2 separate regions of the Danio rerio genome follow, and region 2 is linked to region 1. The links are chromatin contacts, called in public Micro-C maps. All regions are on one chromosome and are shown on one strand. The core of a region is the stretch at or near the end of the contact, and the rest is flanking DNA. Distances in the headings are between cores, read along the strand shown. Region 1 holds the start of fzd1 (frizzled class receptor 1). Region 2 overlaps cdk14 (cyclin dependent kinase 14).

What was found. Hi-C and Micro-C count contacts between places; a contact is called where the count stands out from the background.
Region 2: a contact with region 1 is called in a Micro-C map of caudal fin, with 8 times the contacts expected there. The contact joins the enhancer-like site here to the promoter of fzd1 in region 1. A contact is called at or near these places in 2 of 18 Hi-C or Micro-C datasets (caudal fin and an unstated tissue) and 1 of 4 datasets of contacts at active chromatin or transcription factors (embryo).

The regions. Positions count from the first base shown.
Region 1 is chr16:58,281,250-58,286,237 of GRCz12tu, forward strand. It overlaps fzd1 (frizzled class receptor 1), which reads right to left and starts at 1,951. Exons shown (of 1, transcript NM_001130614.1): 1 at 251-1,951. The coding sequence starts at 1,912. The coding sequence ends at 296.
Region 2 is chr16:58,347,740-58,352,727 of GRCz12tu, forward strand. cdk14 (cyclin dependent kinase 14) reads right to left here. Exons shown (of 15, transcript NM_001430898.1): 11 at 3,493-3,556. Among named protein-coding and RNA genes, the nearest start is that of fzd1, 67 kb to the left of the region's middle. Within about 2 kb of position 2,967, at least 5 of the 62 cell types and tissues checked have an H3K27ac peak or open chromatin away from gene starts, as enhancers often do.

The DNA of each region.
Region 1 (4,988 bases), core at 701-3,200:
ATCATCAGCATCTGCTTCATTTGCATGTAAAAGTTTGAATATTCGCCCGTGGAAAAAACACTGAAGTCGAATTAAAACTGTGAAAAACGCATTTTTACATACAGATCCCAACCCAGAATATTCCAAGAGGAAGGCATAAATAATCTCCAAAAAAAGTAGTCCTTTGATTAAAAAAGCACATCCAAGAGAGAGTTTTAAATACAAAAAGTAAGTACAAAAAAGCACAGTGTTTCTGTACAACACAATCGATCACTCAGGTGAAGTGGTGAGCAGTAATAATAACGAAAGCAGAGCTTCACACTGTGGTTTCTCCCTGTTTGCTGTTCGCCAGTCTCGTGTAAAACTTCCTCCAGGAATTGAGCGTCTTTCCAGACCATATCCAGAAGCCGGAGGTGATGCCCACGATCAGGGTCATCAGGTACTTGATCATGAACACCGTGAAGTCCGGGTTCATCTGCGGGTTGTGCGCGGGACACGGCACCGCGTATGTCTTGCACGAGTGCGCGCTCCACGTCTGCTCCCAGTGCGCGCGGAAGGCCTGCTCGTAGAAGTAACAGGCGATCACGATGGTGGCCGGAACCGTGTAGAGCACGCTGAAGATCCCGATCCGCACCATAAGCTTCTCCAGCTTCTCCGTTTTAGTGCCGTCGTGCTTCATGATGGTCCTGATGCGGAACAACGACACGAATCCCGCCAGGAGGAAAGAGGTGCCGATGAACAGGTACACGAAGAGCGGCGCGAGCACGAATCCGCGCAGCGCGTCCACGCTGTTGATGCCCACAAAGCACACCCCGCTGAGCACGTCCCCGTCCACCTGACCCACAGCCAGGATGGTGATGGTTTTGATGGCGGGCACTGCCCAGGCCGCGAGGTGGAAGTACTGCGAGTTGGCCTCGATGGCCTCGTGACCCCATTTCATCCCGGCCGCCAGGAACCAGGTGAGCGCCAGGATCACCCACCAGATGGAGCTGGACATGCTGAAGAAGTACAGCATCATGAACAATATGGTGCAGCCTTCCTTCTTGGTGCCCTGAACCACAGTCCTGAACTCGTTCTCGAACTGCTCGTTGCAGACAACCTTGTCCTCCAGGAGAAATCCGGCGATGTAGGCGATGGACACCATGGTGTAGCAGCCGGACAGGAATATGATGGGTCTCTCCGGGTAGCTGAAGCGCTTCATGTCCACCAGATAAGTCAGAACTGTGAATAAAGTTGAAGCGCAGCATAGGACGGACCAGATCCCGATCCAGATGCGCGCAAACTTCTGCTCGTCCTCGCTGAAGTACATCATGCCGTGCAGTTTTCTGGGCTCGCAGGGCGCTCCGCAGTTGTCCTCTCCCATGAAGCGGTAGTTGAGGTACGGGGGGACTCTGAGCGACGGCGGGCACTGGAAGCGGCCGCGCTGGGAGGGCTCCGGAGGCGCCTGCGTCGCGTCGGGAGTCGGGCTGACTGGGGGGCTCGGCCCGGTGGTGTTCTGTCCCACGCAGAGCTCTCCGCCGTGCACCGGGAAGGACTCGCACGCCAGGCTCTCCGGCCACTGGAAGCCGAATTTATTCATCAGCGCCTCGCAGCCCTGACGCGCGCGCTCGCAGAGGGACCGGCACGGCGGCAGCGCCTGCTCCAGCACCGTGCACACCGGCGCGTACATGGAGCACAGGAAGAACTTGAGGTCTGGCGAGCACTGCACTTTCACCAGCGGGTAAAACTGGTGCACTTCCAGTCCCGCGTCCTCCTGGTTGGTGTGGCCGAGCAGGTTGGGCATGATGGTCTCGTTGTAGGCGATGTCCGTGCACAGAGGGATGGAGATGGGCTGGCAGAAGCCATGCTCGGGCACCGACATTCCGCGGTCTCCGTACTGCGCGCGGGCGCTCAGAGCTCCGAGGGCGATCAGGAAGAGCGCGCGCGCGGCCATACTTTCGGTGTGCGGTGAGAAAGAGTCTCCAGTCGGCCAACGCGGCCGCCAGCGCAGCTTTCTCCACTCTGATGTTTGTCTCTCTGATTGAGTATGTGTGTATGCGTGTGTGTTTGACTCCGAGTAAAGTTGTGTGAAGTGCTGCTGGAGCTCCGTGGGTCGCTCTGGACCGGAGCGCGGAGTGTCGCGGTGTGTGTCGGAGTTTGGAGCTGTTCAGACCCGCTCAGGCGCCCTGCTGTCTGCGGCTCATCAGCGTCGGGCGCGGGCGGGGCGGCGGACAGACGGAGTGCGGAGGGAGCGTCGCGATTTCGTTCCCTTTGCGTTTTTCTCAGTGAGCGAATCGGGAGGTGCAATTTTTTTAGTAACATTATTTTGTGTTAGGCTTCAGATAATGTAATGCATGCATTTATTTAAATACATCCAACCCATCCAATAATTTTCCTTTGGCTTAGTCCCTTATTTATCAGGGGTCGCCACAGCGGAATGAACCGCCAACTAATGCAGCATATGTTTTACACAGCCAATGCCCTTCCAGCCGCAACCTAGGAAAATATTCTTATTGGTTAGCACCTAATAGCAAGAAGGTTGCTGGTTCGAGTCCAAGCTGGATTAGTTGGTGTTTCTGAGTGGAGTTTGCATGTTCTCTCCGTGTTGGCATGGGTTTCCTCCGCGTGCTCCAGTATCTCCCACAGTTCAAACACATGTAATGTAATGCCGTAATGTATGAGTGTGTGTTTGTGACAGAGAGAATGAGTGTGAATGGGTGTTTCACAGTATTGGGTTGCAGCTGGAAGGGCATCCACTGTGTGAAACATATGCTGGAATAGTTGGCGGTTTATTCTGCTGTGGCGACTATTGATAAATAAAGGGACTAAGACGAAGAAAAATGAATAAATGAATAATTATATTCAAACATGCATGCAAATAGTAAAATTACCAATTATAAGAATACAAATATTATAAATTATAGTAATATACATTATTATTTGCATGCATATTTTCATATGACAATAATATTAATAACAACATTAACAATAATAATTGCATTAAAATATAATATTAATAATAATAAATCTACTAAACTACAATCTAATCCAAATATGTATGCAAATAGCAATAATAACCCTAATATTGTTAATAATAATAATAATGATAATAACAGGATTTCTGAAGCACTGTTCATCTGTAAGCATGCACTAACGTACAGCACAGTGAAATTGCGACGGCCCCTAAATCTGCTGCTTTACTATTGGCTGCTGTGTGTGTCTGTAGGAGAAACCAGAGGAACATGATTTGCTCTGACAGGAGAATGTAAAGACAGCCTTCACTAAGAGTTTGCAGACGCCTGGAATACAAAACACCTCCAGTTCAAAACACTGCGCGCTACAGCTCGAATACACTGCACACACTCACCATGGACATTTACTATTATAATGAAAACAATAACAAAAATAGGAATAATAATAACATTAATACCAGCATGAACAGTAAAATAATAGTAAATAGCAATAAAAAATAACAATAATAACATAATAATTACATATATATGAACAGTAAAAATAATTTAATAGTAATAAAATAATAACAGCAAAACAAGAACAACAACCTCAATAATAATTTAACAAAAAATATTAATATGAATAGTTAAAAAAATAGTAATAATTATGAAAAACAATAATAACAGTAATAAAATAATAATAATATTAATAATAGTAGTAATATTGTCATAAAATAATAATAATAATATCAATTATAATAGTAGTAGTAATTGTCAAATTAATAATAATAATAGTAGTAGTAAAAAAATACTTTTTTAATTAGAATATACAAAAGGGATAATAATGTAATAAAATACTACTACTACTACTAATAATAATATCAACAACAACAAAAATTCAACAATAATATAAATATGACTAGTAAAAAAGTAATAAATAATAACAACAATAATATTAATATAAACAGTAAAATAATAATAATAAAAATAGTACTAAAATAATAACAACAACTATATTAATTTAAATAATAAAAATAATAGTAATAAAACAACAATAATAACAATTATAATAAATAATTAATAATAGTAATAATTAAAAATAATAATAATACAAATTGTAATAAAATAATTATAATATTAATATGAATAGTAAAAATGATAAAAATAGCAATAACAACAATATTAACAACAACAACAACAAGTACAATAATATAATAATATTAGAATTAGTAAAAATAATAAGTAATAGTATAAAATAATAACAATAATAACAGCAACAATAATAGTAATAAAAATAATAGTAGCAATAAAATAATAAAAAATAACAACAGTAATAATAATTTAATATAATATTAATTTAAATAGTAAAAAACTAATAAATAACAACAACAATAAAAATAATAATACTAACAAAAATAAAATAATAACAATAATAATAGTAATAAAATAAAAATTGTAAAATAATAATACATGAATAATAATATGAACAGTAAAATTAATAATAAAAATAGTAATAAAATAATAACAATAATAATAGCATAATATTGATATGAATAGTGTAAGTAATATTAATAAAATAGTAATACAATAATAACAACAACAATAATAATAATATAAAAAAGCCTAATAATAATAATAGTTAAATAATAACAATAATAATAACAACAATAATAGTAATATAATAATGTTAATATAAATAGTAAAAAAAAAATAAAATAGTAATAACAATAATAATAACAACAATAATAGTAGTATATTATTATTAATATGAATAGTAAAAATAACAATAATAAAATAGTCATAATAATAATAACAACAACAATAGTAATAAATATAATCATGGTTATAAAATATTAATAATAACAACATCATGAATATTAATAACAACAACAACAACAATAATTATAGCAATAATAATTATAGTTTTTATTTTGTGAATAAAATCTTAATATTAATAAATACTTTTTAATACAATTTTAAATAAAATAAAAATGTTGTTATCTTCCTAGAAGTGAATAATTATTCCTTCTGTTTATAAGGAGCTGTAAAAGAGGAGCTGAATGTAATAATGACAGTATT
Region 2 (4,988 bases), core at 1,717-4,216, 68 kb after region 1:
AGAGGCCGCTGTGCTCATTGGAGCTTTCAGAGCAGCAGAAATGTTTCTGTCACCTTCCCCAGACTTGTGCCTCGTTCCAGTCTCGGAGGTCTACAATCAATTCCTTTGTCTTCATGCTTGGTTTGCGCTTTGTCATGCACTGTTAACCCTGGGCCCTTATATAGACAGGTGTAGCCTTTTCAGATCATGTCCAATCAGCTGAATTGAGCACAGGTGAACTCCAATGAAGCTGCTGAAACACCTCAAGAATGATCTGTGGAGACAGAATGGACCTGAGCTCGATGTAGAGCTCCACGCCAAACGCTGTGAATACTGATGTACATGTGGTTTTTCAGCTTTTTTATTTTGAAAAAATTTGCACAAATTTTTCCACATTGTCTTTATGGGGGATTGTGTGTAGAATGTTGAGGAAATACATTAATTTAATCCATTTTGGAATAAGGCTTTAACATAAACAAATGTGGAAAAAGTGAAGCGCTATCAACACTTTTCGGATACACTGTAATATAAAGTACTTGAATTATTCTGTTGTGGTGATTCTACAGTTGCTACAGTAACACAAGAACTACTGTAATATAAACAAATGACACAATACTGTAGCTTTTGACAACTATGATATATATTACACAACAATACACAGCAGTTGTAGTATAGTATAGTATAGTATAGTATAGTATAGAATAGTATAGTATAGTATAGTATAGTATAGTATAATATAGTACCGTATAGTACAGGGGTTCCCAAACTTTTCAGGCCGTGACCCCCAAAATGTCAATGCCAGTGACTCGCGACCCCCTATACCCTCTGAGGTGGTTATAAATACAGAAACCTTGCATGCAATGGCGCACACAAACCAATAGACCCAAGTCTATTCTTCTTTTAATTTTTTTAATGTATGAGAGCTGGAAATGGGCCACAAAGTTTAACCAGGTGTTGTGAAATCTGCTGCATCTGACGCTATTGCTGTGTCATTAATACAATGGAATTACCCCAGGGGTTGCAATCCAATAGAAGTAGTAACTATAAGCTACTATAGTAACCATATATGGTATATACGACTATTTTTTCTCTTCAGAAGGTTATGGATAAAATATGGTAATTCTTATGGTTTAATAAAAATAAATAGATTTTTGGAAACCACCAGGCGACCCCCCTTCATTGTCCCGCGACCCCTCGGGGGGTCCCGATCCCCACTTTGAGAACCATTGGTATAGTATAGTATGGTATAGTATAGTATAGTATAGTTATTACAATTTATCAATTGACTATAGCTAATACTGCAGTATGCTGGAGCAATAATTTACTATAGTATGGTTTAAAAACACTATAGTATTTACTACAGTACTTTCTCAAGACACATGTCCTCTCATACAGTAGGGATATTAAAGATCCGTCACAGATGAAGTGCAGTAAACACTGCCATCTGCTGACACAACACTGAACTACACAGACATATCACAGGAGAATGTAAACAATAACAATCAATTAAATTAAGACAAAAACACTACATTGATATAATTTTTTATTATTATTTTTATAAATATTATTATTTTTATTATTTTATCATTATTGTTTGCACTTGCCTATCAATTTATAAGTAATAGTTTATGTACAGTTGAAACCTTTATGTATTTTTATTTTTCTAACATTCCCTAGTGCTGTTAAAGAGCAGATAGTTTCAACACATTTCTAATCATAATAGTGTTAATAACTCTAATAATAGTTATTAATTAATATCTCTAATAACTGATTTATTTTATCTTCGCCTTGATGACAGTAAATAATATTAGACTAGATATTCTTCAAGCACTTGTATTCAGTGACTTATTAAGTGACATTTAAATACTTAACTAGGTTAATTAGGGTAAAGTTAAGGTGATTAGTCATTGAACAACAGCCGTCTGATCTAAAAATGTGTGTTACTAATTGGTTAAATATAAAGAATGCAACAATATGCATCTAAAGGTCAATATTATTATTGAGCTAGCAGCTAGCTCTCTGCAACTCTCACATGGTCGCCCACTGAAGCTAAGCAGGGCTGCGCCCGGTCAGTACCTGGATGGGAGACCACATGGGAAAGCTAGGTTGCTGCCGGAAGTGGTGTTAGTGAGGCCAGCAGGGGGCGCCCAACCTGCGGTCTGTGTGGGTCCTAATGCCCCAGTATAGTGACGGGGACGCTTTACTGCTCAGTGAGCGCCGTCTTTCGGATGAGACGTTAAACCGAGGTCCCGACTCTCTGTGGTCGTTAAAAATCCCAGGATGTCCTTCGAAAAGAGTAGGGGTTTAACCCCGGCATCCTGGCCAAATCTGCCAACTGGCCTTTGTCTATCATGGTCTCCTAACCATCCCCATATTCCAATTGGCTTCATCGCTGTCTCCTCTCCACCAATTAGCTGGTGTGTGGTGTGCGGTCTGGCGCAAAATGGCTGCCGTCGCGTCATCCAGGTGGATGCTGCACACTGGTGGTGGATGAGGAGATCCCCCCATTGTGTGTAAAGCGCTTTGAGTGCCCAGAAAAGCGCTATATAAATGTAAGGAATTATTATTATTATTATTATTATTATTAGCCCCTTTAAGCAATATTTGTTTTGGATAGTCTACAGAACAAACCATCGTTATACAATAACTTGCCTAATTACCCTAACCTGCCTAGTTAACCTAATTACCCTAGTGAAGCCTTTAAATGTCTCTTTAAGCTGTATAGAAGTGTCTTGAAGAATATCTAGTCTAATATTATTTACTGTCATCATAGCAAGGATTTAGTCTTTGCTAAAATGAAATTGGGCGAAAAATAAAGGGAGGTGAATAATTCAGGGGGGCTAATAATTTTGGCTTTAACTTTATACATATATGTTCATTCTTGGGGGTTGTTTGATTCATCCGTCCCCACCAATGTCAAGTACAAACCTACTGTATGCCCTTGACCCCTTCATTGTCCCACGACCCCCACTTTGAGAACCACTGCTGTAGTGTACAATGTCAGTCAGCAGAGGGCAGTGTGTCCACATTTCTAGAGCACTACACTAGCACACTGCATTCTGCAAACCCGGATCTACACACTCACTCACACACTATAGCAAGATGTTGTGTTTAAAGGGTCAAGTTCACCCTAAAAATAAAATAAAAATCTGTCTTCATTTCCTCATTTCAACTTGTTTGAGTTTTTTTTCTTCTGCTGAACACAAAGGAAGATATTGTTAAGATTGCTGGAAGAAAAGAAACAGCCATTATTATCGTGAATATTGTGTTTCGTGTTCAACAGTGAAAAGAAACTCATAAAGGTGTTCAGGGAAACATGTTAGAGTTCACGTGCCTCATTACCTGCAATCCAATAATATTACACAAACTATAACCCTACTCGCTCGCATTATATTAGACTGTCCTCAAGGGCAAGTGTTCTAGTGTGTGTGAGTGTGTTTGAGTGTGTTCTAGTGTGTGTGAGAGTGTTCGAGTGTGTGTGATTGACGCTCAGATGCACAGGATGATGTTTACCTGGTTTGAAGTGCGGCAGTGAGTGAACACCTGGCCACGTCTCCTCTGACGGTGTCCCCAAAACCTGCACACACACACACACACACACACACACACACACACAAGAGAAGAGCACAGTGAGTCCTTCAGGAGAAAACACACTCAAGATGAAGGACAGTGCGACACGCAGATGGAGACCTACTCTACTGCTAATAATAGTCTGTGTGTCATGTAAGAGTGTGTGTAAGAGTAAGAGTGTCAGTGTGTGTGTGTATGTTTTTGTGTAATGACATGGCTATGATGGCATTACAACATTATGAGGACATCCTTTGTGTCCTTATAATGTAAAAATCCTCCTTAATGGGGTCTCTTGATTTAATTATCCACAGGTTTGCTGTGAGGGTTGGGTTTAGGGGGAGGGCCATACTGTGTAAAATACATTACGCCTATGAAGAGTCCTCATTAACCACCAATACTAACATGTGTGTGTGTATGTTTCTCATATATGTGTATTATGAGCACATTAGTAGAGATGCCTGACCTGTTAAACGGCACTAGTGAACAGAGTGTGTGTGCAGGAGCAGTGTGTCCAGCAGGGGGCGGTGTTGGATTACACTCAGGAACATATCTGTCTTTATTAGAGCTTATATATCAAGGTAAAATCATAGTAATGGAATAATCATATGCTGAACATCAGCAGGCCACAAGTTAATTATTCTGCTGTAAATGAATTATGTTTGTGCTGTTTTTGAATTATGACGGGCAATTTAATTAGTACAGAATTCAAAACAACTTAATAGTGCTTAAATACATTAAATGTCAAGAAACAAACAAAAGCAACTAACGGCAGCATCTATCATTTATGATCTGTGATGAGACGAGCCATGAAAATACACACTCAAACAGTGTGCATGTAATTCTACCCTGGTAAAATTAATGTGGAAAACAAGAACACATCTAAATAGTAGATTTGTTTTGTTATATATATATATATATATATATATATATATGTGTGTGTGTGTGTGTGTGTGTGTGTGTTTGTGTGTGTGTTTGTATACAGGGTGGGCCATTTATATGGATGCACCTTAATGAAATGGGAATGGTTGGTGATATTAATGTCCTGTTTGTGGCACATTAGTATATGTGAGGGGGCAAGCTTTTCAAGATGGGTGGTGATCATGGTCAATAAATATCCAATCACTGTGCTCTAAAGTTAGGGGCGCTTAACCACCATTGCACACTTTAACATGGCGAGCGGCGGTGAACTGAGGTTAGGGCAACAGTATGAGGAAGCGCCGGTGAAGTGAGACAACAGTACGAGAAAGCACCGGCGTCTTTCAAATCTGCGGTGAGGACCAGGGCTGGACTGTGGCATATAGGCAAATGCTAAGGGCGCTGTACATCCAGAGGGGCGCCAGAAATGAGTATGGTTTGATTTTGTTATCGATATTCCTGACACATTCAGTGTTAGACGGCAATAATTCAAAAAACTCTTACCCTAAAATGATCTGAAGTGT